Linked DNA regions of Xenopus laevis: region 1 is linked to region 2. The links are chromatin contacts, called in public Hi-C maps. All regions are on one chromosome and are shown on one strand. Each heading gives the region's core, a stretch centred on a gene start, on an enhancer-like site or on the middle of the called end of the contact. The rest is flanking DNA. Distances are from core to core; before and after follow the strand shown.

The links. A called contact is a pair of places that touch in the nucleus more often than the background predicts.
Region 1: a contact with region 2 is called in a Hi-C map of the XL177 cell line, with 4 times the contacts expected there. The contact joins two enhancer-like sites. A contact is called at or near these places in 2 of 4 Hi-C or Micro-C datasets (the XL177 cell line and the XTC cell line).

The regions. Positions count from the first base shown.
Region 1 is chr4L:136,792,023-136,796,040 of Xenopus_laevis_v10.1, forward strand. No RefSeq gene overlaps it. Among protein-coding and RNA genes, the nearest start is that of prkar2a.L, 67 kb to the right of the region's middle. Within about 2 kb of position 2,254, at least 1 of the 7 cell types and tissues checked has an H3K27ac peak or open chromatin away from gene starts, as enhancers often do.
Region 2 is chr4L:136,637,180-136,641,003 of Xenopus_laevis_v10.1, forward strand. ip6k2.L (inositol hexaphosphate kinase 2 L homeolog) reads right to left here. Exons shown (of 2, transcript NM_001086408.1): 2 at 145-1,938. The coding sequence starts at 1,864. The coding sequence ends at 1,592. Among protein-coding and RNA genes, the nearest start is that of ip6k2.L, 22 kb to the right of the region's middle. Within about 2 kb of position 2,227, at least 3 of the 7 cell types and tissues checked have an H3K27ac peak or open chromatin away from gene starts, as enhancers often do.

The DNA.
Region 1 (4,018 bases), core at 1,004-3,503, 150 kb after region 2:
GCACAAGCGGCGACGCGATGCGCATCGCCGGAAACTTTTTCAAAGTTTTTATAATATTAGAGGTGGTCTGGCCCGGCGGGGGCCCACGAGGGTCGGGGCCCACCGGGTTTTTTCCCGGTGTCCCGCCGGGCCAGTCCGACACTGCCTTGGTGGAGCACAAAATCTGCTCTTACTGCTTATACCAGGGGTCCCCAACCTTTTTTTTTTTGAGCCACATTCAAATGTAAAAATAGTTGGGGAGCAACACAAGCATGAAAAAGTCCCTTGGGGTGCTAAATAAGGGCTGTGATTGGCTATTTGGAAGGCCCTATGTGGACTGGCAGCCTACAGGAGGTTCTAGTTGACATATAGAGTTGTCAGCACATCTATTTTGCTATTTTGGACTCTGAACTAGTGGTTGCAGATGCTTAGAAGGTGCGGAAACCAAACATTTTTACAAAATTTACTTGACATATGCCTCCAAGCTTGGAATTCAAAAATAAGCTTCTGCTTTGAGGACACTCAGAGCAACATCCAAGGGGTTGGAGAGCAACATGTTGCTCACAAGCTACTGGTTGGGGATCACTGGCTTATACCATCTTACGCGCCTAGAGAGTGCTGCCACAATCACAAGCTGGGGTCCTTTTTTCCTGACTGGCAACTAAGGTTTAAGCCTACCTTACAGTCCTGTTTTTTTGTTACTGAGGCCTTCAGCACATCCACTCCCTTATACAGTGGAGTCCAAAGAGACAAAACCATGTGCTTTCTCCCTTTTTTAGACTAGGGGAAAATGAACTTCCCATACTACCCCTGGGCCTAGGTTACACCTCCTCACAGTATAGATGGTCAACTCCTTCACATATCCTACATAAGCCATGTATTTCATCCTATAAATAAATAGTAGGTTTCCAACTACAGTGTATTTTTTAGTATGGCCAGTTCCCACTTTAGCCTGGGTTATCAGCGTTAAGTGTAATTTCTAATCTGTCATTCACAAGATGGGGGCATGGCAATTGAGCAGAACCTATGACTTCAGAGATTCAAGCCATTCATGCAATGGGCTGTTGAATTTAGCCAATGTATGTGATGATGGAATGGATAACTATACAGATTCCGAAAAGGATAAATCAGTAGAGTTGGGGGTTGTATCTGTCACTGCACTTTGTACACTAAACTTGAATTTGTTCCCTTTGGATCCCTTGTGTCGTACTAAACAATATTGTGGTTTTCATGGTCCCTGCAATAAATGGGTCCCTACAAATGACTGGGCCCAAAAATTTTAAAACCCAAAGCATTATTTTGAGTTTGAAGCCTAAAACCATATCACAATTTAATAATTGTTAACAAATATTATTTTGCAGAATAAGTTTTGCATTGCTGGAATTAAAACTGGCAGTGTTTGTTTTTCTTTCCCTTTCTTTTCTCCCTTTTCACGCGGGAGCCTCTGAGGACAGTGAATAATTGCAGTGAGTGTGCCTGGCAGCCGGCCCGCAAGAACTTGTTGTTCTCCAAACTCAGTCTCTTGTGTTTGGGAAAATGTTTCCATAGCTGGGACTGATGTGCGCCCAATTCTCTCTATCCAGAGATGTTTATCTGATAGGGAGCTGAAAGCAGCACCAGGAAACGACTTACAGGATATGCTCACAACTTTCCCCTTTTTTTCTTGCAAATGTCTTTTAATTTGTACAAATTAATCTAAAGAAAATTAGGGACGGACTGTTTAATATAAATAGTGTATTCCTTTTAACAGAGAATCCTGCAGTCCCCCCCGGCTGCTGTTAAATTAGAACCCCCCAGTATCCCTGTATAGGGAAATCAGGCTAGTGAAAAAACTTGCCCACTGTTTTTAAGAGTTTTTAAGGTAAAAAGAGCAAGAATTTATGGTAAAGACACAGCAGCACCTCCAAGTGGGGAGAGATGAGATTTTATAGTGCTGCACATACATAAATATAATGCATCAAAAAAATGTCCCTAAACTGCTAAATGAATATACTTCTATACAGTTATGGCATAATATTATAGTGTATAGCTAGCACTTAACTCCTGCTTGTCCCAGTATAGACAGGAGAGTGTTGAATGGCAAAACCTCAAGGGGATAAGGCTTTGCAAAATGTGGCCATGGATTGAGTGGATCATAGCAATGTCTGGGTACGATAATTGTCCAAAAAGTGGGGACAGGGTTGGACTGGGGTGTCTGGGGCTCATCTGGGCTGATTTGAAGGTCCCTCCTCCTGGGGTCCCTCTCCCCCTCATGTTCAGCACTGCCCCCCACCTTATACCTCCATCTCCTGAACTTTCTGCCTGTCATCAGAGAGAGGGGATGTTCCTGGCAGGGGAGCAGGTCTGAGTCCGAGCAATGGAGCAGGCCTGAGTTAGTGAGGCCCATGAAGGACGGGGCCCATCAGGTTTTTTTCTGGTTGTCACACCATCTCCATCTATCCCTACAGGGAAATGTGCTGGATTTTATGGGGCGTGCATAATAACATCAAACCTCTTACACTCTAGGACAGGGGTGCCCAAAAGGTAGATCGGGATCTCCCAGTAGACCTTTAGCTGGTGATCAGTAGATCTCAAGACACTGTCAACAAACAGCTTGTCTAAATCACCCTCCTGTCATGATTTTCATTTAGATACTTATTACATTAATGTTACATAAGAAATAGTTGTTTGTTAAATATAGCAATATATACAGTATTTTCTCATAAATCAACATTTAAGTAATATTTTCCATGGAACAGAATGCAAACACTGCTTTCATGGATGTAGATCATATAGGGACAACATCACTAAAAGTAGACCTCGCATCAGTGAAGTATGGGCACTCCTGCTCTAGTACAACTCACCATGTATTATATTTTATTATTATAGTATTGATTATTAGCATATACTATCTATAGCTGTGACATGCTATAAACGTATACAGTATTTGCATGGTATGTTACCCAGTGACTTATTCTTTTCAAAGGTGCTGAACAAATGGTCAGTGGGTGATCTCCCTTCGCTGGTTGGTACCAAGGATATGGCTGCTATGTGGTGGGAAACTGGTTAGACATACTGCACACCCCGCTATAGCCACCTCCTAGTCATTTCCAAAAATTCTGCATTCTGGCTTGGCATTCTGTTGAAGTACAGAGCTTCCTTGCACACAGAGCACTGCATCAGCACAAAGCACAGGGTGCAAAGTGCTGCAATTACTGAGCCCTGAGTTCCCACATTCACCCACTAGTGCGTCCATTAAGGTCCATACTCATATATCATGCAAGATTGCAGGACCAGTTTCACACTGGGAGGGTTTCCAGGAGACGAAATACTTGGGCGATTTCACCCAAGTGTAACGGCAGCATGCACCTCTCTTGCTGGGGATGTCCCATCTCCAAAGCCGACAGTAGGCTTTGGAGATGGGCTACTGGTTGGCCAACAACCAATTTAAGTCCATAATGTACAGGTTACATAGTTACACAGTTAAATTGGGTTGAAAAAAGACAAAGTCCATCAAGTTCAACCCCTCCAAATGAAAACCCAGCATCCATACATGCACCCCTCCCTACTTTTACATAAATTCTATATACCCATATCTATACTAACTATAGAGTTTAGTATCACAATAGCCTTTGATATTATGTCTGTCCAAAAAAATCATCCAAGTCATTCTTATAGTCATTAACTGAATCAGCATCACAACATCACCCGGCAGTGCATTCCACAACCTCACTGTCCTGACTGTGAAGAACCCCCTACGTTGCTTCAAATGAAAGTTCTTTTCTTCCAGTCTAAAGGGGAGGCCTCTGGTACGGTGATCCACTTTATGGGTAAAAAGGTCCCCTGCTATTTGTCTATAATGTCCTCTAATGTACTTGTAAAGTGTAATCATGTCCCCTCGCAAACGCCTTTTTTCCAGAGAAAACAACCCCAACCTTGACAGTCTACCCTCATAATTTAAGTCTTCCCTCCCTCTAACCAGTTTAGTTGCACTTAGTCTCTGCACTCTCTCCAGCTCATTTATATCCCTCTTAAGGACTGGAGTCCAAAACTGCACTGC
Region 2 (3,824 bases), core at 977-3,476:
AGCTAAACACAAAAATACCTGACACAAACACAGCATATTATACAACAAATATCTTAAATACCTGACACAAACACAGCATATTATACAAATATTTTTTTTTTACTTGTAAACAGGACAACACTGACCAAATAATAACAGGAGACGTTTTTCAATGCTGGATAAAATTTATTAAGATGACGTTTTTATTGATTGTATTTAAAGATGTAAAACATTTCTTATTTACATCTTACAGTGAAACACAAGAGTGTTTCCATAATGCAATGTTGCAAAGCAAAAAAAAAATCAAAAAGTATGAAAAAAAGCATTCAGTATATCACAAAACTGAAGACAGATCTAGGCACCTGATTAGTAGAGCTACAAGCAAAGCAAAACAGAACGTGAAACGAAACAAACTATCTGTAAAGCTTTATTTTCAGAGTCAACATGATTACTTAGGTTTTATTTAAAGCAAATGACTTGTTTTCTGAGTTGCAGCAGGGCAGTTTGAAAAAATAAATAAATAAAAAACCCACAAGATACAAAGTAAACTGCATTTTGTTGAAACCATGGAAGCACCTTCTGCTCATCAGTCTCTAAAGAACTGACTTTTTCTAAAAGTCTTTGAAACATCTGAATCATTCAAGTTTTATCCATGAGTGCCCCAAAAATGTCCTTTAAGTCTCTCTGCTTTCTAGAGTCTGCATGCGTTCTTGCTGCTCATGTCCCTCAGGACTGCTGGGAGAGAGGTGCAGGACCCTGGACTTACAGTAGCTGGGAAGGTTTTGCAGAAGCTCAGACCACTGCTTCCAAGCACAAAAAGGAATGGCTACAAGGATAGAGGGTTAAAGCCATCTAGCAAACAGCCTGTCAATATATCACAGTTAATTCTGTGTAAATAGACCACCCTTCACCATACTAAAAACAAAATAGTGGAAAGAAGCAGAGACGATAAGACAACAGTCATAAATGCTGGTTCCCAACCTTTCAAAGAACATTTAAATGTGTTGTTATATACCATTAACACATTTGTGTTTCTTTTGTTAAATGAAGGACCTCATACAGTCCATATATATGAGAAATATGGAAAGAGGAAAATGAGAAAAAGAATGAATATACTGAAAAGAATATTCAACGTTATCCAGAAAGTATCACAAAAGCAGATAATTTCAAGAGTTGCAACTAACGGCATCCGAGTCTAATTACTTACTACAGGATGCAAACAGAATGGGTTATTTATCCCTGTCATCCTTTTCCTCTTCAGTATTAGGCTTAGGCCATTTCATTCTAAGCAGGAACATTAAAATATAAATGGGAGAATTGTAATCAGCTTTCAAAGAGTGAAGGCAGAAGAAAATGATAGCACAGAGGAAAGAAAGATTCAGATGATCATTTATTTCTAAGAGCTGGTCTGAACAAGTTCCACTTACCTACTGGGAGACTATGGGAGACTTAAGGCCCCAAGCACAGCTTGTCTAAACTGTAATGCTTTTAGTCAGCCAAGAGACCCAATGGTAAGCATCGCCAACTCACGCATCAAAGCCTGTCCCTGACAACATTGAAATATGTGAAAAAGAACAAAAAAATTCCCCAAAGGCTTCTGCAGAGAAGCGTTTTAGGGAGAACAGAGGATACCAGAAACAGTTGAAATAAACGTGGCTTCCATAGAAAGAAGGGAAAACGTACCTTTATACTGTGGTGTAAACTTCCTGATCTCTGCAGGGAGTGTTTCATAGAACAGATGCTCCCTTTGAATCAATGGCTTACAGATTGTTTTGTCATTAAAGCGAAGGACGCACGAATGTCCCCCGACCTGGTGTAAAAAAGGCTCGAGCAGGACTCCCTTTGCGTAGTGCTCCACTTCCATGGCTCCGAAGGCAGGGCTCATCGTTACTGCACATTAGAGAGAGCAAAGGGTCTGGGTGGAGCTTCTCTGGTCTGTCCTTTACAGTAGCTTATTCCCTGTTTGAAACAAATGCAAAAAAAAAAAAATCCTTTGGTTTTAGAAAGTGCAGTCCTCAGTGCATAAAAACACAATATAAAGGCTTCATGGTTTTGAGAGTGAGAATCCACAGTGCGCGTCCTCTGCCAGCAAATCCTCTAATGAGCTTTCAGGCTCCCAGCACCGAGACAAATAGAGTGATGTCACGCAGGAGAAGGAAAACAATCTCATTTGCTCCTCCTGCCAGACATTCCGGCCAATCCTAAATGTCTCTGCAAGGATGGGCGGGACCCTGAAAAGGAGCAGGACAGACAAAAGAAGGTGGAGGCGCTGCTGTTCTCAGCTGTTTTTGTCATTCAGAAGAGCACACAGGGTTCTCATAGGCACAAGGGCCGATTTATACGGAGAATCTGCATCATTATACACAAAGACCACTACATGAGACATCAGCAAGGCAGCTGCAACCCAAGTAAAAAAATCCCAAATATGAATTAAACAGATGCCCTGTGATTTTTAGCAGCCACTCGATTAATAATATAACTGATGTCTTAAACTAGAGCGGACAATCAGGGTATTCGTTATCATAAGGCTGAACACCAACATATAAGAAGGTATGAATTTTGCACAAGAGCATCCCATCCCCCGCCCCCATATTATGTGAATATAAAAAATATAATGAATTACAGGCTAAATACTTAATCGGGTTGTTGCTGGAGGGGATAACAAACAAAAGGGTTGTTTGAATCACTTTATGGCGCTAATAAAACCCAATATCCCTTTCCTTATGGTTTTCAATATGCTGTTATTTGACTGTTTCTAGGGAATAGCACAAACACAAGCGATGGATTTATAACATTCACCAGTAGGGGGACCCGTCGGCTGCTTTAAACAAGAACTAATATGCCTTTGTTTATCTGCTGACCTACACTGATTAACTCTTTCGTGACCAGATATGAGTTGTGCTAAGTATTATACTAAAAGCTCCCATCGCTTTATGGACTATTGAAAACACAAGGGAGAAACAGAGGGGGTGCAAGGTAAGCCAGTAATGTAATAAGCACAATGCCAAGGATTTAAAGGGGTTGTTCGCCTTTAAATGAACTTTTAGTATGATGTAAATAGTGATATTCTGAGACAATTTTCAATTGGTTTTAACTCTTTATTATTTGTGGTCTTTCAGTTATTCAGCTTTTTATTCAGCAGCTCTGCAATTTCAGCAATTTTGGTTGCTAGGGTCTGGAATATAAATAGGAGAAGGTCTGAATAGAAAGAGAAGTAGCAATAACATTAAATGTGTAGCCTTACAGAGCATTTGCTTTTAGGTGGAGTCAGTGACCCCCATTTGAAAGCTGGACAGTTAGAAGAAGAAGGCAAATCATTTCAAAACTATAAAAAAATAAATAATGACAGCCAATTGAAAAGTTGCTTAGAATTAGCCATTCTATAACATACTAAAAGTTAATTTAAAGGTGAACCACCTCTTTAACGTTCCTTTGCTGTACAAATATTAGAAATGAGGCACAATTCTGAGGGGTTAACCTAGTGCAGGGCGTCCTTACAGGTTCCCATACAAAATTTCATCCTAATTTAGGCACAATTTAAACAAGGTTTAGGTTGCTAATCTGACTCCAAGATTATATTTAGGTGCCCTGAGAAAAAGGTGAAGGAGCAGCGATTTAGTAACTGATCAGACGATACTGGGACCTAAATAGATACTGAACTATTTCTCATACACCAGACTTCTCCTTAAAATCCACTGTAAAGTATCAGAGTTATAATACACAAAAGCCATGAATATCTTGTAAATTATATCCTTATAAACAGTGAGTACTGATAAACGATGAGTAGTGATGTCATCAGTTAGAAACGGTGAGTAGTGATGTCATTTCTGTCACAGGACAAACTT